Linked DNA regions of Mus musculus: regions 1, 2, 3 and 5 are each linked to region 4. The links are chromatin contacts, called in public Hi-C and HiChIP or PLAC-seq maps. All regions are on one chromosome and are shown on one strand. The core of a region is the stretch at or near the end of the contact, and the rest is flanking DNA. Distances in the headings are between cores, read along the strand shown. Region 1 has its middle 67 kb from the start of Mir205hg. Region 2 overlaps Gm31870 (a long non-coding RNA gene). Region 3 has its middle 12 kb from the start of Camk1g. Region 4 overlaps Gm51784 (a long non-coding RNA gene). Region 5 has its middle 130 kb from the start of Gm31870.

Evidence for each region. A called contact is a pair of places that touch in the nucleus more often than the background predicts. HiChIP or PLAC-seq counts read pairs in DNA pulled down with a chosen protein or histone mark.
Region 1: a contact with region 4 is called in a Hi-C map of cerebral cortex, with 4 times the contacts expected there. The contact joins two enhancer-like sites. A contact is called at or near these places in 1 of 484 Hi-C or Micro-C datasets (cerebral cortex) and 2 of 115 datasets of contacts at active chromatin or transcription factors (embryonic basal ganglia and neural progenitor cells).
Region 2: a contact with region 4 is called in an H3K27ac HiChIP or PLAC-seq map of SST interneurons, with 7 times the contacts expected there. The contact joins two enhancer-like sites. A contact is called at or near these places in 3 of 484 Hi-C or Micro-C datasets (cerebral cortex, cortical neurons and uterus) and 2 of 115 datasets of contacts at active chromatin or transcription factors (SST interneurons and embryonic basal ganglia).
Region 3: a contact with region 4 is called in a Hi-C map of uterus. The contact joins two enhancer-like sites. A contact is called at or near these places in 1 of 39 promoter capture datasets (liver), 1 of 484 Hi-C or Micro-C datasets (uterus) and 1 of 115 datasets of contacts at active chromatin or transcription factors (embryonic fibroblasts).
Region 5: a contact with region 4 is called in a Hi-C map of cerebellar granule neurons, with 3 times the contacts expected there. The contact joins two enhancer-like sites. A contact is called at or near these places in 2 of 484 Hi-C or Micro-C datasets (cerebellar granule neurons and cerebral cortex).

What each region holds. Positions count from the first base shown.
Region 1 is chr1:193,574,128-193,579,383 of GRCm38.p6, reverse strand. No RefSeq gene overlaps it. Among named protein-coding and RNA genes, the nearest start is that of Mir205hg, 67 kb to the right of the region's middle. Within about 2 kb of position 3,188, at least 45 of the 459 cell types and tissues checked have an H3K27ac peak or open chromatin away from gene starts, as enhancers often do. A contact at or near this core is called in cerebral cortex, where this site is marked.
Region 2 is chr1:193,697,210-193,702,552 of GRCm38.p6, reverse strand. All of the region lies in intron 2 of Gm31870 (a long non-coding RNA gene), which reads right to left. Among named protein-coding and RNA genes, the nearest start is that of Gm31870, 44 kb to the right of the region's middle. Within about 2 kb of position 3,737, at least 70 of the 459 cell types and tissues checked have an H3K27ac peak or open chromatin away from gene starts, as enhancers often do. A contact at or near this core is called in SST interneurons, where this site is marked.
Region 3 is chr1:193,379,538-193,384,642 of GRCm38.p6, reverse strand. No RefSeq gene overlaps it. Among named protein-coding and RNA genes, the nearest start is that of Camk1g, 12 kb to the right of the region's middle. Within about 2 kb of position 1,387, at least 101 of the 459 cell types and tissues checked have an H3K27ac peak or open chromatin away from gene starts, as enhancers often do. A contact at or near this core is called in uterus, where this site is marked.
Region 4 is chr1:194,332,057-194,337,660 of GRCm38.p6, reverse strand. All of the region lies in intron 1 of Gm51784 (a long non-coding RNA gene), which reads left to right. Among named protein-coding and RNA genes, the nearest start is that of Gm51784, 6.5 kb to the left of the region's middle. Within about 2 kb of position 2,425, at least 35 of the 459 cell types and tissues checked have an H3K27ac peak or open chromatin away from gene starts, as enhancers often do. A contact at or near this core is called in SST interneurons, cerebellar granule neurons, cerebral cortex and 1 more, where this site is marked.
Region 5 is chr1:193,780,952-193,786,798 of GRCm38.p6, reverse strand. No RefSeq gene overlaps it. Among named protein-coding and RNA genes, the nearest start is that of Gm31870, 130 kb to the right of the region's middle. Within about 2 kb of position 1,663, at least 12 of the 459 cell types and tissues checked have an H3K27ac peak or open chromatin away from gene starts, as enhancers often do. A contact at or near this core is called in cerebellar granule neurons, where this site is marked.

The DNA of each region.
Region 1 (5,256 bases), core at 1,939-4,438, 760 kb after region 4:
CACCAATCTTTAACAAGCTCATTCACTCAGGGTCTCTTTAGGGAAGACTCCATAAACCAGTTTGTTTGCTCTCTGTGACTATAACATGTGCCTGAGGCAGTCAGCAGGGAGGAGGGGGGGCAGAGACAGAGACACAGAGAGAGACAGACAAAGAGAGACAGAGAGAGAGAGACAAAAAAGAGAGAGAAAGGGACAGAGACAGACAGACAGACAGAGAGGAGAAAGAGACAATGGACAGAGAGAAGAGAAAGATTGAGAGAGAGAGATAAAGACAGAGACAGAAAAACAGAGAGAAGAGAGAGAGATAGAAAGAGAGACAGATTTACCCTAGAGGTTGCAGTCAATGATTTGTGCAAGCTCATTGCTTTTGGACCTCTACCAGGAAAGTCACATCACAACTGGGTCATTTGCCAAAGCTAAAAAACCTGGAAGCAAACCAGAGAAAAGGGAGGCATGCCCCCAAATAACATAGTACCCCACTTCTAAAGATTCTACTACCTTTTAATAGCTCCCAGATAGGAACATTCCAGATCCAAAGCACAGCACTCAGCATAGGCCCCACGGAGTACTCTATAGAGTCTTCTTACCGTGCTGTGGAGCCTGCCTCCTAAAGCAGCAGACTGACTAGACCACCATCTTATACTGGCACCTATTAGAGAGATTCCCTAATGTCAGAGCAAAGTGCTTGCCAGGTAGAACACAAATATACTAGCCCCACCCCTCCCTCAAATGAGAAGAAGGCAGGGTGTTGTTCCACATAACAAGTATATCTGCCCAACCTCAGTGACATGGGGGTATGACACTTATTGAAAGCTATAAAAATTCAGAGGATGGCAAGTTCACAAAGATATCTGGGCATGATTAAGGAAGCCCGGAGGAGACCAGTGAGAACTCACTTGGCCTCTTATGCTCCTTGATATTTTGAGTTGAGAGCAAATGGCCTGTGACCATCTTGATGTTTAAATGATTTTTTTCTTTTGTCCCTTGAACACTCCCACACCAGGCTCAGCAGCAGGAAGTTTCAGTGCCTGCAAGAGCATATTGGTCAGTGTAGCCTTGAATTTTGGACTTGAGCATAACTGTCAAAATGCAGCACTTCAGTCCTTCCCATTGTGTAGTCTTTTCTGCTCTTAACAGAAATGCTTCCATGCTGGTTCATTTTCATAGCATTTGTCCAAAGTTGGAGTAATTTCCATCCATAACTTATTAACCACAGCTCACACCTGAAGAATTGAGGTCCAGAAGACCTTACTAAAGACCACACAAGAGTCCTGAGCAGAGACAGGCATTGGACCCCAGGCTTCCCAGACATGCCCAGGCAAGAGATCCATCTGTCATGGTTCAAACTGGGAGGCCAGAATTAATGGCAGTTTGCCAGGTTTCCGTGGGCCTTTGGAAGAGAAGGTTTTACAACAGTACAGTATATCAAGCTAATTAGAGATGTCTGGAAGGGGCATCTCCATCAGAGGCTCCCTTTTGAGGTTCTAGAACATGTAAGGAGTTCTACACAGGCAGATAACCTGAGGTACAGAAATTAGAACTCCATGGGCATGCATGCGTCTCTTGCTCTAAACACAGACCTAGGCATAGTGAGCTGCTTTCAAGGGCCAAGTGTACCCAACACAAGTCTGTAATCCCAGAATTAGCAGGCTGAGGCAGAATGATGAGTTCCGGGCCAGCCTGGGCTACATAGAGTGTTCCAAACTAACTTGTACAACATAGCAATACCTTGTCTAAAAAACAAAGGAACTCTTTAAACACACAGCAAATTGGAATATAGAATTAGCCCTAATGCTGCTTCACTCTTAAATGTAACCAAGATTTAACTCCAACTGCATCCACCTGAGACTTGGTGCTAATGTCCAGGAGTGATGGATACATAGACAAGCAGCATTGCTGAGTATCTCCAAAGTGCTGGACATTTAACAGTCACTGTACTCCATAATATGGGGACACCTTTGCTCTCCCAATGAGGAGGAGGCCCCAGGAAGAACACCAAGAACATTCCACAAGCAGCACAAACCCATCTGACCAAAAGCTCACACTTTGTATAGCTTTATTCTAAGCTGAGAAAAGAGATTAGTCAAGATTTTAATTAGAATTTACCTCTGGCTATGCTTCTTTGCAATAGGGCTAACTGTGTGATGTGTGGAGCCCAGACACAGTGGAAAAGTGTTGTGTGCATTTTTCTGGGGAGATGTGAGCAAACATCTATTCACCCTCTGACAGGGTACTGACGATAGTCCCACTGAAGTCTGACCTAATGAACCAGTGTGTTCACTGAGGTAACTTTCAGGAGCACTTGGGCCAAAAGGCAGCTGTATCCCCCAAAGCCCACCTCAACAGATGTCCAACTTATAAAAGATACACCAATGGAGCCCCAAGTTCAACTTGGAGGTGGTTGCATTTATATAACTTTGAGATGGGACCCATGAATCTTGTTAAGTTTCAGGAGTTTTTTGAAACTTATGTGTTTCATTCATCTCCAGAACTTTAGGGAGGATATGTCAACTTTATATAAAATACAAGACCCCTTGTTCAAAGAACACTAAATGTTTTAAAACAGCAATAGCACAGAGCATTAAAATAAAGATGGAGAATCTTTTTTGTTGTTGCTGTTGTTCTGTTGTTGTTGTTGTTGTTGTTGTTGTTCTGTGACTCTGCTCTGCACTGACTGCATAGCTATGAAATTGATGTTATGCCACAAAATCCAAGGGAATGAAAACAACTGAGAAGCCAAGAGTCTTGAAGTAAGGAACCAGTCTGGAAATACAGACCTAATGGCAAACTCACATCATTTATAAGAACCTTACATCACACCATGAGCCTATTCCTTGTGCTAATACAGACAATAGAAACATGTTTGTGAATACACACACACACACACACACACACACAGCCTGGGGGAACTCAGAGATCAAGGCTGATAAAAATTACATAGCAAGGCTCTGGGGGCAATTGTAATCCTTTTTCTAATCTCAAGAAGATTCGAAATAGCATCCTGGTGACACGGCGAATGAGAGAACATCACCCCTATTGCAGCTGTCACTTGTATCTGCAATCGTGTGACTTACAGAGATTAGCCACGTCCCAGAATTACTGCTCCCATTTTGCATGGTTCTGTGCGTGCCCTTCTTAAGGGGAAATTGCTCAGTTTGAGCTTCGCCTCTTCTGGAAGCTTAGGAAGTTCCGTGCTGCCACCTAGTGTTTAGAATGCAGCTGCAGGCGCTAAGGGCTTGGTGGGCCACCCCTGCTCTGTGAGACTGGCACCATCCTTCCACATTTGCATAGCCCTGCGTGAAGCTTTCCCAGAACCCAGACCAGCTTGTGATGTCTGTGGGAAAGAAGGCTCGTTAGCATTTTCCTAAGAAGCACCACGTGGCAAACTCCTAGACTCTGGGCTCAGTGCCCTTTTGAAGGAAGGCAAAGCAGAATAAGCACGGAAGAAGAAAAAATCAATCAAAGGTTAGAGTCTGTTCCCTTTGGCCATCAGTGAGCCCCAAGTGTTAGTCCCCTAGGAACTTCCATATTCTTAATTTATTTTTGAAAAGTCACAGACAAGTCAGGGCCTTAGAACCAAGATTTCATTTTTAAATAACAAAATGAAACCTCCCAGTCAAGCAGGCTATCTAGAGCCTTGCTCTGAAAAGATTCTTGGTCTCCTACAGCCATTAGTCACAAGGATCTAACACTGATCCCTGTGCCCTTATCCCCTGGGTCCCTCCTGGAGATGAAAAGAGGAAGGTACAGCTAGTGAGTGTTAAGTGCACAGTAAACTCTAGTGCCCCTTGTACCACACACCTAGGCAGAGATACTACCAGAGAACCAAGTCCCTGCTTTTCCCACTGATATGCATGGGGTTGGGGACAGTAGTTCCATCCCTCCTACTAGAGAAAATCAGGATAGAGAAGTAGCTACATATGAGAAAAGAATAGCCAAGTCCATGCTGGGAGAAATCCCAGAGGGTGCTTAGACTGTCCCCTGCTCTCTGGCTTAAGAGGCAAATATGTTTGGTTGCCTTGCTAGTTGGAGACTAGTTCTTCTGTTCTGTACCTTGTAGTCAGGAAATCTGTTGATTTAGGATACAGAAGACACTACCCTGCCAACTGGACTTCCGTTATCCCCCATCTATGGTACTCCCCTTTAGCATTTGATTTTATTTTTTCTCTACTCTGGCCAGGACTCTATTTCTTCTATTGAGCATTTGCGACCATGTTTTACTCCAAGTCCCTGTGATTCCCTTTCAGACAGGGATTCTGGGATGGTGTGGCACAGACTTGGCAGTGCCTTTGTGAACAGCCCAGCTTCTCGCCAAGCTCTTTCTCCTTGCAAAGCTTTCACATTGGTTCCATGCTCCCGTCTGAACTTGCTGAGGCAGTTTACATTTTCTCAGTAGCACAGCATACCAAACAGAAAGGTTGTGGCTAAAGTCAGGGCGAGCGAGCGTGTAAGGCCATACTTGAGTAAGGACCCCACCTCTCTGCCACAGGTCAGCACTGGTATCTCCCAAAGCGATTATGGTTTAACTGGATTCCACAGGCTTGTGTGTCGAATGCTTAAATCCCAACTGCTGATGCTATCTGGGGAGGCTCTGGCAACTTTAGAAAGTAGGGATTCACTGGAGGAAGTAAGTCAATGGAGGTGTGCCTTCTAAACATTGTAGTTGGTCCCTTCCTCAGTCTGATTCCTGCTTGTGATGACATATCCAATCTCCTCTTCCACACACTCCTCTGCCTTGATGTTCAGCCTCACAAAAGGGCCCAGGAGCACACAGACAAATGACCACAGATGAGCTGAAACTTCTGAAACCCTGAGCCAAAAGAAATCTCCTGCCCCACTAGGTTGTTTCTGTGTGGTGTTTGGTCCTAGCAAAAATATAAGCAATGTGGCCACCTTGAGAGATTCCACAGGGACCTGCCAATACAATATATGAGAAAATGCAAACAAAGCCAGCCTATGTTCTCCCCCACAAAGCCTCCCACGACTCCTCACTTGGTAAAACAATTATCTAAGGAGAGTTGAATTCAAAAAACACTGGGACAATAGGACAACCCTTTCTTGCTCAGTCATGCCCTGAGGCCCTAAATATCTTCTCTGTAAACTAGCCAAGGGCATTATCAGAGCATGTGGAACTGGGATCCTGCTGAGACTGAAACAGGTACCCCCAGCACACCAAGGACCCCACTACCACTTCAGAGCAGGGTTTGTGGTAGCTCTACATATTGGTATGTGTCCAAATGCTGACACTGAAGAACT
Region 2 (5,343 bases), core at 2,488-4,987, 640 kb after region 4:
TTCCTTTTAATAGTAAAGGATTTTCACCCAGCATGGATGGAGTTCAGTGCCTGTCTTCCGTAGGCAGGTAATGATATACTGCAGAATTCATTGTTTTCTGATGAGAACTCCAAAATACACACATTTCTATTTCGTGAAATCAGCGTTAAGGCCCACCATGCGTTAGCTCAGAGAGGAAGTGTCCATCAGCACACTGATGTTGGGACTACTTCTCAGCTAACAAGTGGGGCTGGGGTGATCCATTGTGTGACAGTAATTAAACAGATCAGGTGAAAGTTATGACTCTTACATTCAAAACCCTGCTATTTGTGTTACTTACACTTAACTGTAGAGCTGGGAAGGAAATTAATTTTGTATAATTTTCGAAGACAATTCTAAGTGTCAGTGGAGATTTTCTGAAACTGTGAATGCCCCCCCCCCCAAAAACCCCTGAAATGAACTTTAGTCCAGTTCCCTGTGTCTGGCACTAAGGTGAGCCTGTTCTGTCTGTCTCCCTGGAACCATATGTCCTGAACCTCCCAGTGCTAGCCTCAGGTGCTTCCGGCAGCATGACCTACTACCTCAGAACACAAGGTGCCTAGTGAGTGCAAATTCTGCAAGGAAGCTCGCAGAGCAGACAGCAAAATCTCCACAGCCTCATTTCATCTGTGCCCCAAGCAGACTTCAGAAAGCAATAAAGACTGAATGTCTAAGGACTTAAAAGAAATACGCTGTTATCATCATCAATTTATGAAACTCCCACAAGGAAGCAGACATGTACAGAACACACAAACTGTACCCGTGGCCTGGAACAAAATGCTGAAACTGGATATTGCTTTTCTCAAGCCTTTTCTCTCCTCTCCCTCTTTAATTCTTTTTCCTCTTTCTCTTTTGCCATGGAGTTAAAGGGTCTTCCTGGCCATAAGCACTGGGAGGGGACTCTGAATGTAACAGTTCATGAGATGCTGAAGTGTGAGCCAGTGCCAAAAACCAGGAAAGGGTATGGGCTGCAGGAGAAAGGAAGAAAGGGGAGTAGGGGCTGATGTGGGGGGTGCACATGTTGGAATGCAGGGCAAGGTTAAAGGGGAAAGACACTATCCTTGTCCTATTCAACCCTGTGGTCAACACATCCTTTTGTCTGTCACCTTATCACCGACCTGTCCTCTGGGAGCCAGTGGCCACAAGGACAATTTCAGGATATACTTCCCTGTTCTGGGTAGGGCAGAGTCCTGAGTCTACAACTTTGCACAGACCTCAGATCTGTCCTTGACGTGTGTCTGGAGTTGAGGACACAAAGGTGACGGCAGGTGCATGTTCTAAGAGGACTGAGCACAGGCTACGGGTACAAACGCATACGCCCTGACCACGGATGACAGTTTCACAGATGGAGATCTCACACGAGTCTGAAGAAGGCAAAGTAGCTTTGCAGAATACAGGGCAGACAGAACATGTTCAGATGCAGTGTGCATCAGAAACTGAGCTGCTGATGGTGCTGACCAGTTGTGATGCATAGTGGAAGGGGGGGCTGGGGAGGCTAGGCAGGGGTGTCCTGCTGTTCACTGTTTCCTATCTTAACCAGCCTTGCCTCTGGATCTCATGTCATTGTGACCTGTGGGACCTTGGGCTGAAGGGGTAAGGGCTTCAGGGCACTAATTCTAAAAGCAGGAAAGCCTCTCGGGAAACTGAAGGTGAGAGTTACAGCAAGGGTGAAAACAGCCAGAAGCCAGGACCTGTCCAGTGTCAGTGACTCGGGAGCCACGGCACTGACTCTTCCACTTTAGACGCAGTTTTCATCTTCTTTCCCTCTCTCTGTCCCTCCCTCCCTCCCCTCTCCCTCTTCCTTATTTCCCCATCATACCCCAGCATGTATGTTAAAGACTTTCTCCTCTGGTTTTCTCATCTATAATCTGAGAAACATGGTTGTCAAAACAATATGACTATGCAGGAACCCAATTTCAGAGACAAAATGCCTGCTGGGAATTCTTGGATGAACAGAGGTTTCATGCTGTGTCCACTCTGGAACATTCTACTGAGGCCATGGGGTTGGACAATACTGGAATCTTCTCGGATCAGATTTGTTAGAGGGATGTTTTTAACATGGCTACTTCCCTGCAGCCTGCACATAAATGGCCAGCACCCATCAGGCACCATATGGTAGAGAGTAGGCAGTCCTGTGCATGGCTCCTCCTCCCTGGCCCCAATTCATGATGGTAGGGAGATGTTTACAGCTCTGAGGACACAAGAACATGTTGTAATGCCATGTGGTCCTTAGAGAAAGGCAAGCGTCTGCATGGTATTCATCAGAGCATCTAATAACTTCAATGTCAGAAAGTGTTTTCTGGTGTCTGACCCGCTATAGTCTAAACTCCCTTTAGAGAACATGAAGTATTCTTGTGATCACAGATCCAAAGACAGCTACTAACTGTTCCTAAAATGCATCCCCTTTAATCAAGCTCTGAAGAAAAGACAGCTTTGTAGCAACTACTCTGGTGGTTCTAAAGAGTCTGAAACCAAGTTTATGTGAATAGGAGTTTGATACTCAGAATCCAGGAAGATAAGTAAGAAGAGAGCAAACCCATATTGGCATCAGAGCTCAGGGACAGTGAGCTGACTGCTTCTGAACTCTCAGCCCTGGGCACAGCAGCAGCAGATCACACATCCTCCCTGCTCTAGTCCCACTGTGCTAGATAGAGGGCTTGGGCTGGCCTGAGCCTCCAGCTGCCCTTATTTCTTTAGGTTGAAAATAGAATCCACAGTAGAACTGCTATCCACAGACCTGCCTGCCTTCCATTAGGGCTGTGAGGGGCTGTGGGAGAATAGCCATATTACAACACCCTGCTCCTCCCACTCAGTTACTTTACACTGGTTGGTGAATTAGTGTCTGACCCATGATGGTTCCAGAACTATAGCGCCTAGAAATGGGACCCTAGAGCTCACTCAGTGCCTTGGATGAAATCCAGGGCTGTGCTTGGCTCTGAGGAAACTTGGGCCCCAAAGCACATTGCCCTCCAGAAAGGATGGACAACATGAATATGTGGCATATACCAGAGCACCTTAAGTGCTAAATACAGAAAGGGAAAAACAAACACCCCAGGAATTCGATAGCAGGCCTAGAACCGGCAATGGCAGCTCAAACAGGGGTGTCAGCTACAAGTGTTAAAGACCCATGTGGAAAAAGAATGGTCCTAGATGCCTGTGAGGGGCTAGAATGGCACAAGGATAGCATGTTGTTGGGACTATGGTTTTGCTGTGGACCCATACAGGTCAAGGAAGCACAAGCCTCAACACACACCACCACCACCACCACCACCACCACCACCACCACCACCACCACCACACACAAATACATACAGACACACAGACACACACACAGTCACATGCACATGCACACATCGCCTGCAAACTCTACCTCCCAGACAAGTTACAAGCAAAACACAGCCTTAGCTGGGTTCTGCTGTCTTTAAGTTTGAAGCCCAGCTGGTGAGCTCTGTGCGACCTCTTGCGATTGCTCCTGGAAGTGCAGTCCTTGGGAGCAGCTGGCCACCACATCCAAATGGACTGTGCGTAGTTAAGCTGTCAGGTCTAATGTATTTATTTGACTCTCTGCTGTTAAAATGATTCCTCTACAGCACTGCGGTTATTTACGACTATTGTCAGTACAAGACGATGAGAAGGCAGCAGAACAAAACAACAGGAGTGAAGAGAGGGTCTGCCTGCAAGACTGAGGGCCATCCTTGGGCCTCTGCTGGGTTTATTTACTCAGTCTCCAGTGTAGCTCATCCACAACAAAGAGCCACAGTCTTCATCCATCCCATAGGCAAATCATGAGCTACTGGCCCTGTGAGGACACTCCTGGCCACTGCATGTATCTACAGAGGACTCCTGGGTAGACCTTTAAGTGTGTCTCTTATTCAGTGCAGGTGAATTTGAAATAAGAGAGCCAGAGACACAGGTGGTGCATCTTTCTTTCTTTGTATGCTCCTGGTTCTCAAAAATGTTGTCTGGGGTGCAAGATCACATCAATTGAAAACGTGTTTAAAATATAAATTTCCTCCAGCACTAGACCTAACACATGCGAATTTCTGGAAGGAGAGAGCCCAGTGCTCGGTCTTCCAAGAGAGTCTGATGCTGCTCCTCTAGAGATTCAGGCTCCAGAGTATACCGTGAAGGAAAGGGTTTCCAGAGGGAATTCTGGTAGCCCCTGCCTTGGTGTTTGCTCCTTTTGGTTTTGACAGTCTCCTAGAAACCAACTATGTCCTAACCAACCCTGGCTGTCTTGGGAAAATGTCCTTTCTAATCTTCATGATCCTAGATCATGTGCACGCATATAGATGTGACCTGTGCATGACAGGGGGGGTGATAGGGAGGGGGCATCCTTGCACTGAGTGGCCATTGAGAAACAACGCAATGTCTGCCAGGGTGACAATGGTGGGCTTGGGGATTATCAAGAAAGGGCCAGATGGATTCAGACAGGGCGGGTTCTTAACCACCATGACCAGTATCAACAGACTCTGTTAATGTATCTTGTAACAACATCCTTTTCACATCTGCCTGCCCTGATAGAGTCTCAGCATCATATTGTATCTATGCATAGGATGGATCACTATCACTAGCTGTCAGAAGTCTTGCTTAGACAGAGCCTCTGTGGTTGATAACCCATAGTACAAGAAACTGAGCAGCATCTCAATGCCTCAGGCTTCTCATCTAAAAGGCAATCGCTTCCTCAATTTTCATATAAATTATCCTACTCACCCCTTAGTAGGAAGAACAGATCTGCCTAGATGATACCTAACAGATGAAGTGAAAGAACAGGGAGAAGTGAATGTGAACAGAGAGGCCAAGTCATAAACCAAAGGTCACACAGAGAGCAGGTGGTGGAATAGAGACAGGAGTCCTGATCACTTGAGGCCAGTGCTGACAGATCTTTATGAGACAAATTCATGTAAAACTGAGATGCAAAAGATGGCTGTTATCATTTTCATTTTTGGAAAGGTAACCAGAGGAAATCCCAGGATCCCATCTTCTGAATACAAATTCAGGAAACAAAAATAACAAACCGTAAAGTCCTTCTGGAAAAAAAAAATCAATAATATCAAAAAGAAATTAAAATAAAAGCAGATAAACATTCTGTTATCAAGATTGAGAGAAATTGTAAAAAGACTAGAGACAGTATAGGACCAGTATCATCCTCTTGGGAGACACATCTGTGTTCATAAAAGGTACAGTTCTGACAGCAGGAACTGACGGTCTATTTATCCTGGAGACAGGCACAGCATCTCGTCTATTTAGCATTTATATAGTGCTTGTCTCCTCATTGCCAAGTTGCCTGCTAGGAACCGGAGTCAGAGCAGGACCTGGGGCCTC
Region 3 (5,105 bases), core at 138-2,637, 950 kb after region 4:
GCAATCCCCTGCCCACAGTGATGAGCACAATACTGTCCACCCTCCAGGTGGGAGCCCTCAGTGCTGATGGGAGGGATGAAGTGGACAGTGGTGGACACAGGCTGTTCACCACACTTCTTCATATCTGTTTTCTCACAAAGATTCATAGCCTCATGTCGATGATAATGGTAGTGATGGTGGTCGTGATGGTGATCATGGTGAGAGTCATGGTAGTGATGATGATGGTTAAGATGATGAGGGCGATGATTAAGGTGATGATGATGATTTTCTGATGGTGATGATGGTGGTGGTGGTGATGATGATGATGGTGATGTTTACAGGTGACAGCTATTGCTTATTCTTTTCTAATAATAGTGCTCAGTATTGTTTTAACTTTCAAAACAACCTTGTATGGTAAGTGCCATTTACAGCTCCATTTTAATTTCATGATCGCTATTGAGTATATGGTAGGAAAGGTCACGTGTGGCAGTCAGAGGACTTTAGGGGATCAGTCCTCTCCTTCTACCTCTACACGGGTCTCAGGGATTGCCAAGTTTGCACTGCAAGCACCTTTCTCTGCTGAGCCGTCTTGGTGACCCTTTTATAAGTGAGGAAACCAAGGCACAGCACAGATGTCGCTTGCTTGGATCACAGAGTCAGTGAGTGAGAGAGACAGGGTTGTAACCCAGCCTCTGGCACTAGAGAGCACCATGATTTTGGCCACTGCCCAGTTCCATTCCTGTGAAATTACTTCTAATTTTTCAAAGGAGGCAGGTCTACCTTCTAGATAAACCCAAATATTGCAATTATGAACAGTTCCACAGAGAAGGTGTCTGCACTCAGGTCATTGTTTAAAGGGAGATCCAGTTCATATGAGACAGTCTTGCTGACGCCCTAACAATGGCTGAAGACCCCTCCAGGTATTGTCTGGTCACCTTCTCCACAAAAGTATAATATTCCTAGCAATTTACCAGACAATAAGTAGAGAGCACAAAACATTTCTTGAATTTTCCCAAGGAGTTGCCTCCCTGGTCACACAGGTCACCTGTAAATGATGGCCCTGGAGCCTTCTCATTCTCCCTTTCCTCCCCCCTTTTCTCTTTCCCTTCCCTGGGGATTCTACCTGGGGATACGCTGCAAACTGGGCATCCTCCCCCAAATCTAACCTCTCTTTCACTCTGCCTGGAGAGGAGACATAAGGGTGAACCCCTCCTCTCTTTCTCTCTCTCTCTCTCTCTCTCTCTCTCTCTCTCTGTCTCTGTCTCCCACCCCGTCTCTCTCACATGTTCCCATACACTCTCTCACACACGTGCACACACACTTTCTCATGTTCACACTCACAGACGGGTGGGGGGAGAGAAAGAATATACAGACACAGAGAAAGACAAAGACACAAGCGGGGAGTACCCTGCCCCACAGTGGCAGCCTTCTGTAACTGCAAAGAAAATGCAAGTAAAAACTATCTCATCAGTGGCTCAAGCCCACCCAACAATAATATATTTTTTTAAACTGAAAAGTGGAATTGGGAAACATAAATGTGGGGAGAGGACCTGTTCCTGGGCCTTGGGCTTGTATTTTGCCCTTGTTGCTGGAATGAGTGGAAGTCCAAAAACAGGTCACTGGCTGAGCTCTAGATGGCCAGCAGAGGGCTCTGGTCCTGCACTCGGAACCTGAACTGCCATCCAGGCTAGCCATCCCTTCCTTGAGACCTCTGAGAGCTTCTCATCTCATCAGGAGGGGTCTGCTAATCCAAACACAGAATAACTCATGGTCCTTGTTAGCGCACCTCAGGGAGTCAACCATTGGCTTCCGGTGTCGCTTTTTCCTTGGTACTCAGCCTCCCCATTTCCAGGTTTTCTTGTGAAAGTCCAATCTCCTCGAAATCTAGTTTTCATTTGTGCCAGCTGTTTGTTTGTTTGTGTTTTTGTCAACCGGACACAAGCTAGGACCACCTAAACAGAGGGAACCTCAGTTGAGAAAATGCCTCCATAAAAGCGGCCTGTGGGCAAGCTTGTGACGCGCTGTCTTAGCTAATGATTGACGTGGGAAAGTCCAGCCCATTGTGGGTGGGGCCACCCCTGGGCTGGTGGTCCTGGCTGAAAGAAAGCAGACAGCCTCCGTCTGAGATCCTGCCTCCGGTATTCCTGCCCTGGCTTCCTCAGGGATGAACTGTGATGTGAAACAATAAGCTGACATAAACACTTTCCTCCCAAGTAATAGAAACCCTAAAGCAGGTGGAGCTTAGTGCTGGCTATTGTGTTTAAAAACGCTATCAAAGATACACAGTCAGCCCGTACTCCACCCCATCCCCACATTCCACTCAGCTCTTCTGTTGCTATCTCAAAGGCACCTCTACCACTGGGATTCTGCTGAGAGAAATGTCTGGGAATTATTGCCGGCTCCAGGCAGTCACTCTAGACTGTGAAGGGTCTCCAGCCAGCTTAGGAGTGGGCTTGGCATTCCTAAAGGCATAGTCCCACGGAACTGTGGCCAAATCAGCTCTTATGAACATGTCTCTAGGTAGTTAAAAGCACAAAACCACAAAACGGAGCTTTGCTTTCTTACAAGTGTGCTGTCAGGCAGACCCAAAGTGGGAATTGTGCTTCGCAAAACATACAGCAACAGCTGGCCCCGTGATGAATTCTGACACACTGCATTCTGCACACAGCTCATGGGGGAGGGGGTTTCCAGATGGAGAACAAAAAAACAGGAGGAGTGAAGACGATTCCACACCACCAGCAATAGCCCTGGCTGGAGAGGGCAGGAGCGAGTCTCCATGCTTTCCTTCCAGGGTGTAACAGACCTGCCAGCTGACTCTGTTTCCTTGCTACACCCACCCAAGTTGAGTTTTCACACCCTACAGGGTGGAGGGAAGTTAGAGCTGCCGTGGGATCTAGGAGCTCACAGAGCTGCAGCCTTCAGGAAATCTAGAGAGAGCGTGTTCTCTGTTTTCTCTCCTAGTTTTGGATGGGTTTGCTTGCAGTCTTAGGTGTCTTTGGCTTCCAGAAGAAACACCAGTGTCTCTGTCATCTGCATATGGAACCCCCTCCTGTGTGTATGTCTGTGTCCAAACATCAACCTTTCTGCAGTATGATGTCATCTGAATTCAACTCATTGCTTGTCCCATGGCCCTGCTTCTACACAAGGTCCCCTCTTACCAGCAATGTCTTCTCCAGGGTTAAGAAGACTATACCTCAGAGGACTTCACCAAGAAAGCTGGCTGGCCTGCATGTTGTTGGGATTTCTCCATAGGAAACTGATGGTTTTATCTGAGTCTAACAGTGGACACACATAGAGGTTCTTTCCCAGGCTCTGCTCAGAGCTTCCTGCAGGCCCTCCTCACCAGCCTCCTAGGAGACCTGGCATATTGGGTTCTTTGTAATATTTACCATGTGCTAGGCATCTCCTGAGAACTAAGGCAACAAGGATGAGTATGGTGCAGTCCCTGTTGTTAAGAGAATTTGACATTTAAAGCTGGAGATGGCGGCTTAGTTGGCAGAGTGATAGTTCAGAATGAACAGCATGGTGCTGTGGAGAGCTAGGTGTGGTGATACATGCTTGTAATCCCAGCACACAGGAGGTGGGGGCATGTGCCTCTTCTCGTTACTGTGATAAAACACTTTGACAAAAACAGCTTGCGATAGAAAAGCTCTATTCCAGCTCACAGTTTAAGAGTGCAATCTGCAATGGCAAGGAAGTCAAGACAGCAGGCGCCTGAAGTAGCTGGTCACGTCTCATCCACAGTCAGAAAGCACATATGCATTTCTCAGTCTGCCAGCTGCAGTGAGGTCTACAGCTTCAGCAGCAGGTACAGGTGGTCCCCTGTCTGGCCATGTGACAATTCTCCATCAAGGAGCCTAGAAGCCCCTTTAGTAGGATACCCATGACTAAACATCAGCTCATGTCCTCTTTCTTATACAGTGCAGGGAATGGTACCACTGTCTTCATCCTACATCACCCTAAGCAAGATAACTCCCCACAGGTGTGCACAGACTGTTCTCATAGATGATCCTAGATATCATCAGGTTAATAATCCAGAACTATCAAAAGGCAGAAGGATCAGAAGTTCAGGGTTATCCTCAGATACTTGGAGTGCAGCTCTGCGTTCACTCAGAAGAGATAATGATAAAGTAGTGGTCAGGGGTCTGGCTGACTGACAGGTGGGCTCGTGAACCCTCACAGCTTCAGCAGCAGGTGCAGATGGTCTCTAGCCTGGTCACATGACAATTCTCCTTCAAGGAGCCCAGAAGCCTCTTTAGTTAGGTACCTAGGTACCTAGCACTAGAGCAGATCAAGCTTCATTCTTCATGCAGGCCCTGGGTCACAGCCCCTGTGTTAGAACTCTGTCTGTACTCAGCACTGCAGGGACAATATCCCTTCCTCACCTCTGGCATATGTAGGATGATTCCTTGACAGCCCTCAGCCTGAATTCTCCAGCCAAACCACACCCCCAAGCTACAGTTCTGGCACTTGCCTGTCTCTTATTCTTTTGTTCTGTGAGATAATAAAGAATCAATTTTTATATGCTAGGCATTTAAAGACAACTAAGGTATGTACTCTGGGGGTTCACATTTTTATAAAAACAAACTTTAAAGTTTCGAGTGTGAAGAAAGTACAAAACATTTCCCAGTGCTGCAGAGAAAGATTAGCTTGTTATGGAGATGTCCAGAGTAAGGCCCGAGCCATCCTTGAAGCAGAACCAGGAGTCCTCTGGGCAGAGCCATGGCACACGTTTGCCACATTCTTGTGCCTTAGGCCAAAACAAAGCAGAAGTGTTATGCCCACTTCTCTCTATCAATCTCTCTTGAAGGCCCGCTGCCCAAACACAGGGCTGGTGCAACAGCTTGGCCGGGAGTGATTTAGGCCCTGCCATCAATGGATAATTTTCTGGTGCTGCTTACCACCGGCCTTGGCACTCCTGAGAGGCTGTAACCCGCCTCCTTTGCAAGGCTTTCCCTGCTGCCTTTCTTCTCCCAAGGTTTTACAGAGCTGTACAGAACATTCTTTGTTTCCTCCTACCTGTTGGGGGTGGGAGATGATGCTGAGAGCTGAGATCAGAACAATCTGCAAAAAGGGGTGCTGCTGCCTGTCCCCACGACGCTGCTGCAGGCCAGCCTTGGGTGTAG
Region 4 (5,604 bases), core at 1,176-3,675:
GGTTCTCCAGTGACATTTATTTCCATTTTACAGATCAATACGGAAACACAAAAGGACAAAGAAACTCACTGGCTCTCACTAGGGACTGTCAGGGCCCCAGCTTTGCTGCTAATGCGCCGGCTCACTTTTTTTTCACACTCTCTTTGTGCTTTAGGTGTTGCATCGATCACACAGCATGCATGTTTTATGATAGGAAAATCAAGGTGCAGAGGACTGATGACTTGCCCAAGGTCACTCAGCAAGAAGGAAACATAGCCAAATCATACATTTAAACCTATTTCTGCCTGCTCTGACCTTTTGGCTGGTCCTGAATACAGAAGAGAGGTTGTGCAGAATAGCTGGCCTATGGAAGTTGAGGCCCAGACTCTCCTTCCAGAGTTAAACTCTCCTCTTGGTGCCAGTGAGATGGCTGCCAGAACAAATACTGAAGTCATGGATAGGATGAAGGCACCTGCAGGTCCTGCAGGATATGTTTTCTGTTGGCTTCTAAAAATGCCTGTCCAGGTCTGACTGCAGACAGCTGTCTACGCTCTGATGAGGGAGAGAGCAAAAATCTTGCCTAGGGGTAGGGGAAGCAGTCTGTGGTCCTGTTCTATGTTCAGAGTTGAATATGCATGCAAATCCTGGGGCTCTGTTAAATGCAGGTTCTGATGCAGTGTGTTTGAATCAGGCATTTCTTATAGGCTGCCAGATGATACCCTGAGGCCAGGTCATGAGGCCACAATTACTGGGTCTCCTAGGATTCTGCCCTTTGGGTCTTGGGCCTTCCATAGATCAGTGGTCATGGTCTTCAGAAATCTCTTCTGCAGCCACATGATTGCAGTGAAATTCCAGAGGGTAGGACACAGGATAATGATGAAAGCCACAGGCCTTTATCCTGTTTATTTTCTTTGCCTCCCCCATCCCTTTGCTTTAGTCAAGGCTCTGATATCCTGCAAGGTTACCAAAGATACTCTCTTCCAAGCCCTTCTGGACAAAGTCAAGCCCCTAAGCATTAATTTCCATAGCAACACTTTTCAGTTTGTCTTCTTACCACCCTGTTTTACCTCACATTAGGTTTCTTCTTCAGTAACCTCATGAACATATGCTTGCCCTCTCCCGTGAAATAGCAGGAGCACCTTGCTCTTTCATCTATATCCCTACAGTGTACCTGGGATACAGAGTACTCCAAACTTACAAATGAAATCATGAGTGAAGACCTCTTTCACATGTTTACTTCTTCGGAGACTCCTTTAGACAGATGTTTGGCAATGGCTTCAAGTGCTAGATAAATACTAAATTTACTTAGCTTGGCAGTCAACTCCAGTGGTCAAAATTTGGAAGAGAGCACATGGGAAGGACTAGTTGGACCATGCTTCTGAGGTAGAGGAAGAAGCTGGGGAGACCCATGAATTAACTTGAGGAGCAGGGATTTGAAGCCTGTAGCCAGGAAGGACTCCTTGGCTGTGATTGGCTTTCTCTCAGCTTCTCACAGGTCATGTGTCTAGCTCAGCAACTTAAGTAATGGGCTGCTCTCCCACCTCTTTTACTCTGAGCCTGTGAATAAAAGATTCCCAATAGCATTTATCAAATCCATGGAAACGTCCCCTTCTGTCCCTACAGGGGAGGTTTCACTAGGGGAGCTGGGCAGGGGTGGGAGGAAGCTTAATAAGTTTTCTTGCTGGCTAATCAGTTGCCTGAGGCAAATACCAGCAACTGTGGGCTTTCTTTCGAGGAATAGGTAGTAAATGATGCTGGAACCTGGGTGCTCAGCAAGGGACTGCCCAGAATGAACGTGGCAAATTGCATGCCCTGACACTGGTCATTGTTTCTTTAGGACTCCTGGGAACTTATATGTATCAAGTTCTGAACCTTAAAGGACTGAGGTTTCCTCCATTTCTTTATTCCTTAAACACAACCAGTTTAGGGAATATACTGCCCAGACATCATGGCTTCTCTCTGCCTATCTCTTTGTAAGGGGTCAGCATCTACAACAAAGTGGGACTGTGCACCCACTGATCAGACTTACAGCTCCAGCTTTGGGAACATTCTGTACTGTAATGGACACTGGGAAAATCCAGTGTCTCGTAGTGGTGATGGGGCTTGGGAAACTCTCTCTCAGAGCTGACATTTCATAGCATGCAATGCTTGAGACTTTTAGGCCACATTAAAAGAAGAGACCTTTGCCAGCTGTGCTGCATCACCAGCCCTTGCTCTATTTCCTAGGCCCCTGGTGCTATTCCTCTGGGCTCCACAGCCAGCCGCCTCCCCACCACTAGCCCACGTTGGATCCTTTTTGCAGGTACACTGAAGCTCATGTGTGGCTTCTGAAGATCCTTCTGTATTCATCTCCTTCCAGATTTCCACTCTGATGAAGCCTGTGTTGAAGAGTTCTAGAGAACAGATGGGAGGCTGTCATTACACGTTACTGATATGCAGAGCAGCTTTGGCTCCATGCACATCAGAGCTCTCAGCCACACTCGTAATTCTTCCTCTGTTCCCCAGCCCCAGCCAGGAGCACAGCCAGTTTTGGCAAGAAGGAAAAGTATGTGCTTTCTAGGGCATTTATATAAAACATGCTAGGATTGATGAGGGGCTGGGGAACAAATCTTTTCTTCTTTTATTAGCAGAGAAAATACTGTGCTTCTCCTAGTCCCTCATAGGATCTAAAATTAGAAGTCAGTAATCTGTTGGCCTAGCTTATGCACCACTGTGGGCTAATCCAGAGACCTTCTGGAGATACTCTCTTTGCTAGTCTCAGAGCTCCCCAACAGCCAAGCTTTACAAAGAACATCCTAGTAGCCAAGGTCATAGCACTATGGAATCTACATTAGAAGATCTGGCATCAACTTCCTTTGTTTGTGGACACAAATACTGGCCAAAGGAGAGAATAACCAGCCAAGGATTATTTAGCAGGATACTGGGAGTCCAGCTCAGGTCTAGTTAGTGTTCTTTCAGGAAAGCAGAGTAAGGTTGTGCAAGGAAAGAGAGATTTTCTTTCCTAGCAGAAGGAGGTGAATGGCGACTTTCCACTTTTAATAAGATAGCCTGGAACTTTCCTTCACCCCTGAGATAGCCTGGAACCCTGCCCCCTAAGATGCTCACTGACCTCACATTTGGGAGGGATATTGAATATGCTCACAACTTATCTTCTTGAGAGACCCCCAGATTTTTCTTTGAACTTGGTATCTTCATTAAATTGGTCCAAAGGTGTTTAAACTTTTAATTTCATTAAACAAACAAACAAACAAACAAACAAACAAACAAACAAATAATAGAGCTGGGACACCTCAGAAGAACATTGTCATACATGTGGGTTTTCTTTTCTCCGACCATGTGGTAGAGATGTAGACACACTTTTGATACAAAGACTTCCTTTGACCCAGAAAATCCATGGAAAGTTCAGACTGCAGTGCCAGGCTCTCCTTGAAGTGACACAGAAGGTGTGTTTGAAAGAGCTGAACTGCATTCCCTGACCTAGAGCAGAGCTCCCTGTGCAGTTAGTAGAAACCAACTCTTCCTGCCTTTTCTTCAGAGGCTGTTTTTGAAATCTGAATTTAGACTAAACTGTGCATGGCTTGCTCTTCTGCAGATGTCTCTCCTCTAGTCTGCAGTGATGCTCACAGGATAGCTGTGGCCTCTGAGATAGTGAAAGGGCAGAGGGAGCTTCAGGCTGGAGAGGAACCATGAGAAGGGAGTGATTGCAGTGGAAAGAGCTCAGTCTGAACTGTCCTGTGGTTTGTCCACTGTGGCATGAAAAGAAACTGAACAAATTCAACTTTAGGGAACATGGATAATACAGGGTAGTAGGAAGAACAGATCAAGGCTGAGTCATAATTATCAGGGAAGAAGAGCTTGGATTTAGTGGCTGATAACATCTAGGGGATTAACAGAGGTAAGTAATTGTTATGTCCAAGAGCTACAGTCTGCACACAGAGCATCTGTAGTGGCAAAAGCTGAAAAGGGAATTCTGAGAAGGGAATCATCTCAGGTTGGTTCTGTTATCAGAGTTGGCAGAGACTTCCTCCCAAACACAGCATCTACCACCTGTGGACCACCCAGTTCATCACAGCTTAGGAAGAGGCATCTGGCTACTTAGTACCATGGCGTCTTTATGCATGTTTCCACGGGTTCATCTTTGGCTTCCTAGAAACAATGTACATGGAGTATATAAAGTGGTTTGCATTGTTGGGGGCAGTACCTTGTGGGATAAGGGAACAAGAAGCAGCCAAGAGCTGACAGTTGCTGTGTAAAGTATAGGAGGAGACTGATCTCTCATTAGATATCTTGATGGATTTGCATAAATGGATTTCTTAAAGTTTGAAACCTTTCTCCTCATTATTCGTATTTTCTTCTCAAATCAATGAATGTATGGGAGTTTGATTTTCTATAATCAGTGTCTTGCCATAAGCATTTCTATTCTACAATTTAAATAATTGTAAATAAACCCATTAGCTTACCCAGGGGGCAGGTGTCTAAAAGCATCTTTGGGATAAAGTTCACTGCTGATACTTAATGCATCTCTGTATAAGATTCAACTTACTGAAGAGTTATCCTGATAAAGAGGGCTTCATTTAATTCTAGTCTAGGATAGGCCAGGCTTTGTCTTCTTAGCTCCTTGAAAACAATGAGTTCTCTCCTCAGTAATGTCTGCCAACAGAAAATTTGCAGGCCCTCTGCTTGCTTCAGGAGACACTTAGTCCTCCTTTTGACCTTGCCTTTCAAAAACTGGTCCTTATTAGTCATCAATGCTGAGTGTAGAGTAACTGAGACAGTCTCACAGCAGGGTGACCCCCAAGTTGTTGTGTCTGCTTCTAGGCAATAACCCCAGAGCTCCAGCCCCCTAAGGGTGGTGATTTAGCAAATCATATGTTTAAACAATGTGATGGCACACTGCTGCTTGAGGGGCCTTTGAAGCACATTTCTAAATAATGGGGCAAACTAATGAATACCCTCACAGTGAATTTAAGTGACACATGCATGGGGGAGGGCTCTTATAATCCTGCATAATGAACTTTCCTCCTCTTCCTTTATCCTGCCTTTACTTTATGCTTGCAAATGGTCACTGGGAGAAGATCCCTGGGCTCTGTATAAACAGAGGTGAAAGTAGGATTGGTTATCAGCAGCCTTTTCAAGATTCTGGAAATGAGGCAGCTGAAGTCCTTCTCCAAACCTCCCAGCTCACTAGAAACTAAAAGTTTGAACAGCTGCCTCTATATAAGAAATAGTATGCCAGTCTGTTCAGCCCATAGTGGTTCTCTAGACTAAGGAAATACTCCACAAGAGGGAAATCTTTGCCTATAAGGGTAAGGTCTGGAGATGCCCTTATGGGATGAATTTCATGTTCTCAACAAAGCAGACACAACTCCATCACAGCCTACCCACTTCCTCACCCAACACTTCACTGCTTCCAGACACCTAACTTTTCCCTTGCACCCCTGAGTTTAGAATATATATGCTTCAGCAAGCATATATGCACAGGAGGGTCTCTGCTTCTTCTACTAGCACAAAGATCTACCCAAAGCTGTCTCCCCTATCTAGGACTACTGTAACTTCACTGGCCTCAGCCATATTGCTTTTATGGAGGTTTTTTTTTTTTTGTTCCAAACAAAAACAAACAAACAA
Region 5 (5,847 bases), core at 414-2,913, 550 kb after region 4:
GCAGCCTACCTGCTCCCATTTTTCCATCTTGTTTAACTTAGAGTCAGAACCAAATAATAGAAAGAATATGAAATATTGTATTAGATGAGAAAACTAGATGTTGATCTTACTTGTGTCATTCAAGATTTGTGTGAACTTACACAAGTCACAATTTCATGTTTCTTAACCTCTATGAAACTAGGATGCCAGTATTAATAACTTACGATATTATATATCATAAGCCACAACAATGTAATAACATGCCTGAAAAATATACAAATATCTGAAATTCTGTAGAATTATTTCACATGTACACACATGTGTGTGCAGATATATGTGTGAGTGCATACACAAGTATATTACACAATATTCTTCAGACATAGGTTAATTCTTCCTTTACTGGAAAGAGATCTTTGTTCAAGCTCTACACACCTTTATCCAGGTTTGAAAATGTCCTGAAAGGCTCGAGTCAGATAGATGATAATCAGTTAGTACAAAGCAATAGCCAAATGGCAGGTCAAACTTTTCTGGTTTCTAGGGGGCTAAGGTTAGAGGGTTCTTCCTATGCCGAGCAGTGATGTAGCAGACCTGAAAGTGCTCCTAACTGCAGACATGTCCTTCAATCTGCAGGATTAGCAGTCCTCTCTGAGTGTGTCCATAATGAATTGCTCAAGAATGGACCTAGAGAATGGCATATGCCCAACAGGGTCAGGCTGGGACTTCTCAAGCTACTGTTCTATTTGTATCCTCTGGATTGAAATTTGCAAAGCCCTTTGCAAAGACTGTCTCAGCTGCTATCACAGGGATGATGGTGGATAAGGAGCCACTGTATTCTGAAACTTATGTGGTTTCTATACCTCAAGACTGGCACTCCCTCCTCTTTTATCTCTGTGTCATTCTTCCCTCTCCCCTCCCCTCCCCTTCCTTCTCTTCCTCACCTCTTACCCCTCTTCCTTCTCCACATATTTTTCTCCTATATCCTTCTTCTCAGAAGACTATAGATCCTTCTTATCTCCATCATTCCCTTTCCCTCTTCTTCCTTCTTTTCTCTCATCCTTAGAAGCCTGTCTCTCCTTCATCTTCTCTCCATCTCATCTTCTTCCTCCCCACTTATATATTTTCCCCTTCAAGACCTACTTCTTTCTTCATCTCCTCCTTCACCTGTTTCCTTTCCTCATCAGCAGCTCAACCCTTCCTCTCCTCACATTCTTCTCATCTCTTTCCCCTTTCTTCCCCTACTGCTGCTCTCAGCTGCCTAGTGGACAAGAAGTTGGACCTTGACCCTACTGACTAAGTAACCTGGGGAGACAGAGAAGGCTGAGATTGGAAGGCAGGAGAGAGCCTCAAGCTATCCTTTCTCATCAGCCTTTCTTCATCTCAGATATGGTAGACAACACAGTTTTCTGGGCTTGTGACAACATTCCAGGCCCAAAGCTTGGATGGCAGCTGTCCGAGGCAGGTCAGACTTTTGAGCATGTCATCAGAGCCTTTCTGGTCTCGAAGCCTCCACTAGAAGCTAACACTCCTTTGTCTCCAGCTGGTTCTTGGCCTCCTGCTATTCTCATTTGTGATTTTATTTTCCCCAAATCAGGAGAGTTGTTCCAGGCTGGGCTCCTGTCCAGAAAGCCCTGCACATGCTCCCTCTTCTTGGGCCTTTGCTTCTCCTCCTGGGTACCCTCACTGGGTCTGCCTTCCCTCTCTCCATCTGGTGCTGCAAGCCTGCATCCTGGGCCCTGCAGGGCTGGAGCTAGCCAGGCAGGGCTGCCAGCAAGCCAGCAAAGCCTCCTGCAAAAGCAAACTGGGAATCCACACTGACTAAGTTTCTCTGCCAGTCCATGTCCAAGAGACAAAATGCCTAGAGAGGTTCACAGATATTCAGAAAAGAAAAGGCAGCATGCACAGCAGGAGTGAGCTTTGTCCAGCCAGCACTTTTACTAGCAATACATATGCTTTAAAAATGTATAAGGAAATAAAGAAAAAAGCTGGGCAAATTGCTCTGATGGAATCCCATTCCTCCTATGTTCAGCCTTTCCCTGTGTCAGTTGTGCATTGCCCCATCCCCCAGTCACCAGTCCTGTAAGAAAATTTGCCCCATCCCAGCCCCAGCCTCCTGCATGGCAGGCTGCGGATGGGTATGGCCAGGAGAAACCATGGGGTGTCCAGCTTTGAGTTGACCCTCCAGGGTGCTTCGGCTGGAAAAGCCACACACTTCCTCCATCTCCATGTTGATGCCCAAAGGGGAAATGGTAGCATATAAGCTCCAGAGACTTTCTATCCTCATTCCAATGCAGAACAGGATTCTTAAGGGGTCTAAAAAAAAAAGAAAAGAAGAAAAAAAAAAGACAGTTAACTCTCCTAGAGAACCTGGAATCTTCTTTCTCGGCAGGATGTAGAAAGCTCAGTCTGATATATATATATATATATATATATATATATATATATATATATATATATATCCACTGTATACACCTATGCTTGCTGCTAGCTGTGCAGTGGGAAAGCTCACTAACCCTCAGAACCATAATATTAATTACCCTGGACAAGGTCCTTACTCTTCTATGTAGACAGACATTTCCTCATACACTTCACCTATGGGCCTACCAATTCCAGGATAGCCACCAGGGCAGAATAAGAAACTCAGCCCTCTTGTCATCATTGTTATTGTTGTTGTTGTAGTGGTCATCAGTTCTTCTCATCTTCCTTTTTCTCCTTCTCCTTTTCCTTCTCCTCCTCCTCCTCTTCCTCCTCTTCCTCTTCCTCTTCCTCTTCCTCCCCCTCTTCTTTCTTCTCCTTCTCCTCCTTCTCCTCTATTCTCCTTATCTTCCTCTTCTAGCCCTGAGGTAGCCGAGTCTTTTGCCATCTGGGAAATCCTCACTGAGTGGGGATTTAGGTTTCATCCTCTCTGTCTCTCCCCCAAGGTCAGAAGCACATAGTAAATTCCAGTAGACACTGAGTCCAAAGAGAGCAATTATTTCCTGGCAAATAAACAACAGGGAACAATTAGCAACCCCATTCTTGGAGATCACACCTCACCTCAGGACAGTCTTGCTTCCTTACCTTGTCAATATATTGACAGGTTATAGATCAGTTGTTTTACTAGGGGTGAGATGCAAGTAATTTTGAAGCTAACTAAGCATGACTAGAATATCTTACCTCCCCACACCCCTTCCTAGGAAGTCATTTGCGTTCAGTTGTAAAATAAAATTTGAGTTCCCAGCTTTTCCAGTGTCTCAGCAGTAATAGCAACCACTAACCACTGAGACAGTAGAAAATGTATAGTTGGTCTCCTGGAACCTTCCATTTCCTGGCCCAAAGCTAGAGCCATTGAACACTCCAGAGTGAAGTTCACATCTTATAAATACCAGCCATTTGCTTATGAGATGGACAGCAGTCATAGGAGCTTAGGATGGGGCTGGTCACCAGAAAGGTCTAAGGTTGATTATAGGGACTTGATATTGAGCTTCATCTCCCTTCCTGGAGAGAGCACAGATGGGTTGAAGGTTAGATGGTTCACCACGTTCATTCTCCAGCTCCACAGATACCCAGAAGGATTGGGTTTAGCAAGTTTCTGGATAGTCATATGTACCTGGATGGAGGCTCACCTGGGGAGAGCTCAGAAGTATGCTAGAGTCTATCTGCCTAGGCTTTTCATCTCTTCCCTTTGGCTGGTCACTTTTAGCCTTTGCTTTTGATGTTTTATTTTTATATTTGTCAGATTATGCCTCATGTAGCTCAGGGACTTGCTGTGTATCAGAGAATGATCTTCTATTCCTCTTGCCTCTCCTTCCTGGTGCTAAATCAGAGGTATATACTACTATGCTAAGTTTACATGGTACTAGAGATGGAATCCAGGGTTTTATGCATACTAGGCAAGCATTCTACCAACCAAAGTATATCCAAAGAGTCTTGTTTATATCCTTGGCAACAAACTAGTAAACAGAGATAGCATGCTTTCCTGAACTCTAAGAAACACTGGAACAAAGTAGTGTAACCATGGAGAAAGTCCTGAGAACCCAATCTGTAGTTAGAAGTCCAGGATGTCTAGAGGAAGGTAAGTGTGGATATCTCCTGTACGCCTTGCTTCTCAGAGTGGGCTCTCTGCATGGTCTAGGAATTAGTACAATGAGAACCTAGAATAGAAAAGCACAGAAGTAAACAGAGCTCCTCACAAAAGAGTAGACTTTAAAGAAATGGCTGATTGTAAGGTGTCTCTGCTTTGTACATTGGCAAAGGTCACGTGAAGCTTTAGAGAAGGACGTTCTATGGACTTTGCTAGGAGAGCTAGAGAAAGCTAAGGGTCACATCAGAGTGTGTTTATTCAGTTCATCATGCCACAGAGACCAGTCTCAGGTGACTGAGAGCTCCCAGCCTTCATACATGAAGAACATCTCTCAAAGAATCTTTATGGTTTGTTGCACATAGGGAAAGGGCAAAGATACTGCCTGAGGTTTCATTCATCATGGTTTCAGTAAGCCAGTTCATCTTTTCTTGAGATGACTTATCTTTCAGTTCTCTCTCAACCTGTGGGATCTGATGTGACCCTGGGAAGTATCAGAACTGAGCTGAACCACAGCACAGCAGCTGGTGCCTGCTACAGAATTGCTTAGCTCATATATGAGGGAAACCACATATTTTTGATAAGCAGAGGTTAAGTAATCCATGTTATATAAATATGAGCAAGAGAAAATAAATAATTTTCTTATTCTTCATAGACCCACTGTATCCCAAGTAATGTTCTTATTGGTAACTCCAAACAAGGAAAAGTAACAAAAAGATGGAGAAGACAACTGGAGAAGAAAGAAGTGAACGTTATCTAGAAACTTGTGACTTTTCTGGGGCTAGCTGGGAAGGAAAAGGGAAAAAAGGTAAAAGTTGGAAACCAGAAACTTTGTCAGAATGGGTGAACCCCTCCATAGTGCATTTTGACCATGAGTCATATCAAGCAAATAGATTAGGTTTCAAGTACAGGTGAGACTTCCTAGAAACCTTCAGTTGTAAGACAGAGATAAACAAAATACATGGTTTATATCACTTAGCAGTAATCAGTTCAGTTAAAGCTAACTTACAACCAATGGACCGAGTAGGGGTGATTGTCATAATTTCAGAGATGCACACTAGAGTTTTTGCAGGATGGAAAAGCTTCATGGAGGAACTATGCTTTGAGCATCATCTGGGCTGAGTGCCCTCCTATGTAACAGGAAGGTATGTTTCTTCTCTGAGGTCCATGGGATAACGAGTTTCTTGATCTCAGAAGACATCAGAATACAAAATGACACATGACTTAACACTAAAATATAAAATATATCCAGAAACTTCTAAGTTCATATCTACCCCAGAAATAAGCACCAGCCCTGTTACAGAACAAATGAATAGATCATCTCCCAAGCTAACAGGATCTGAACTTCAAGATTGAAGCATCAATGTCTGTGTGTACAATGGGACCTCAGAATGAATCCTGCAGAGGACATCTGAAAGTCATAACTCCAGCATCCAAATGTTAAAGTCAATGTTGACATTGTGGTTAGATGTGAAAAGTTCCCCACAGAACCATATGTTTGAACACTTGATCCCCATCTGGTAGTGCTGTTTTGGGAAACTTTAAAACTTTCGATGTTATAATTGCTGGAGGAAGTAGGTCACTAGGGTGGGATTTGCGGGTCATAGGCTGATCCTGCTTGAGACACAGGTCTTTGCTCCCTAGTTTGTGAGATGTGACTAAGCCACCATGCAAGGTCCTTTTCCTTTTCTGCTATGATGGACTGTGATCCTCAAGCCATGAACCAAATTAAATACCCCCCCCCGCCCTTTGTTCTTTTTGGTATTTTATCATAGCAATAAGAAAACTAAACTATCTGAGAACACTAAAAT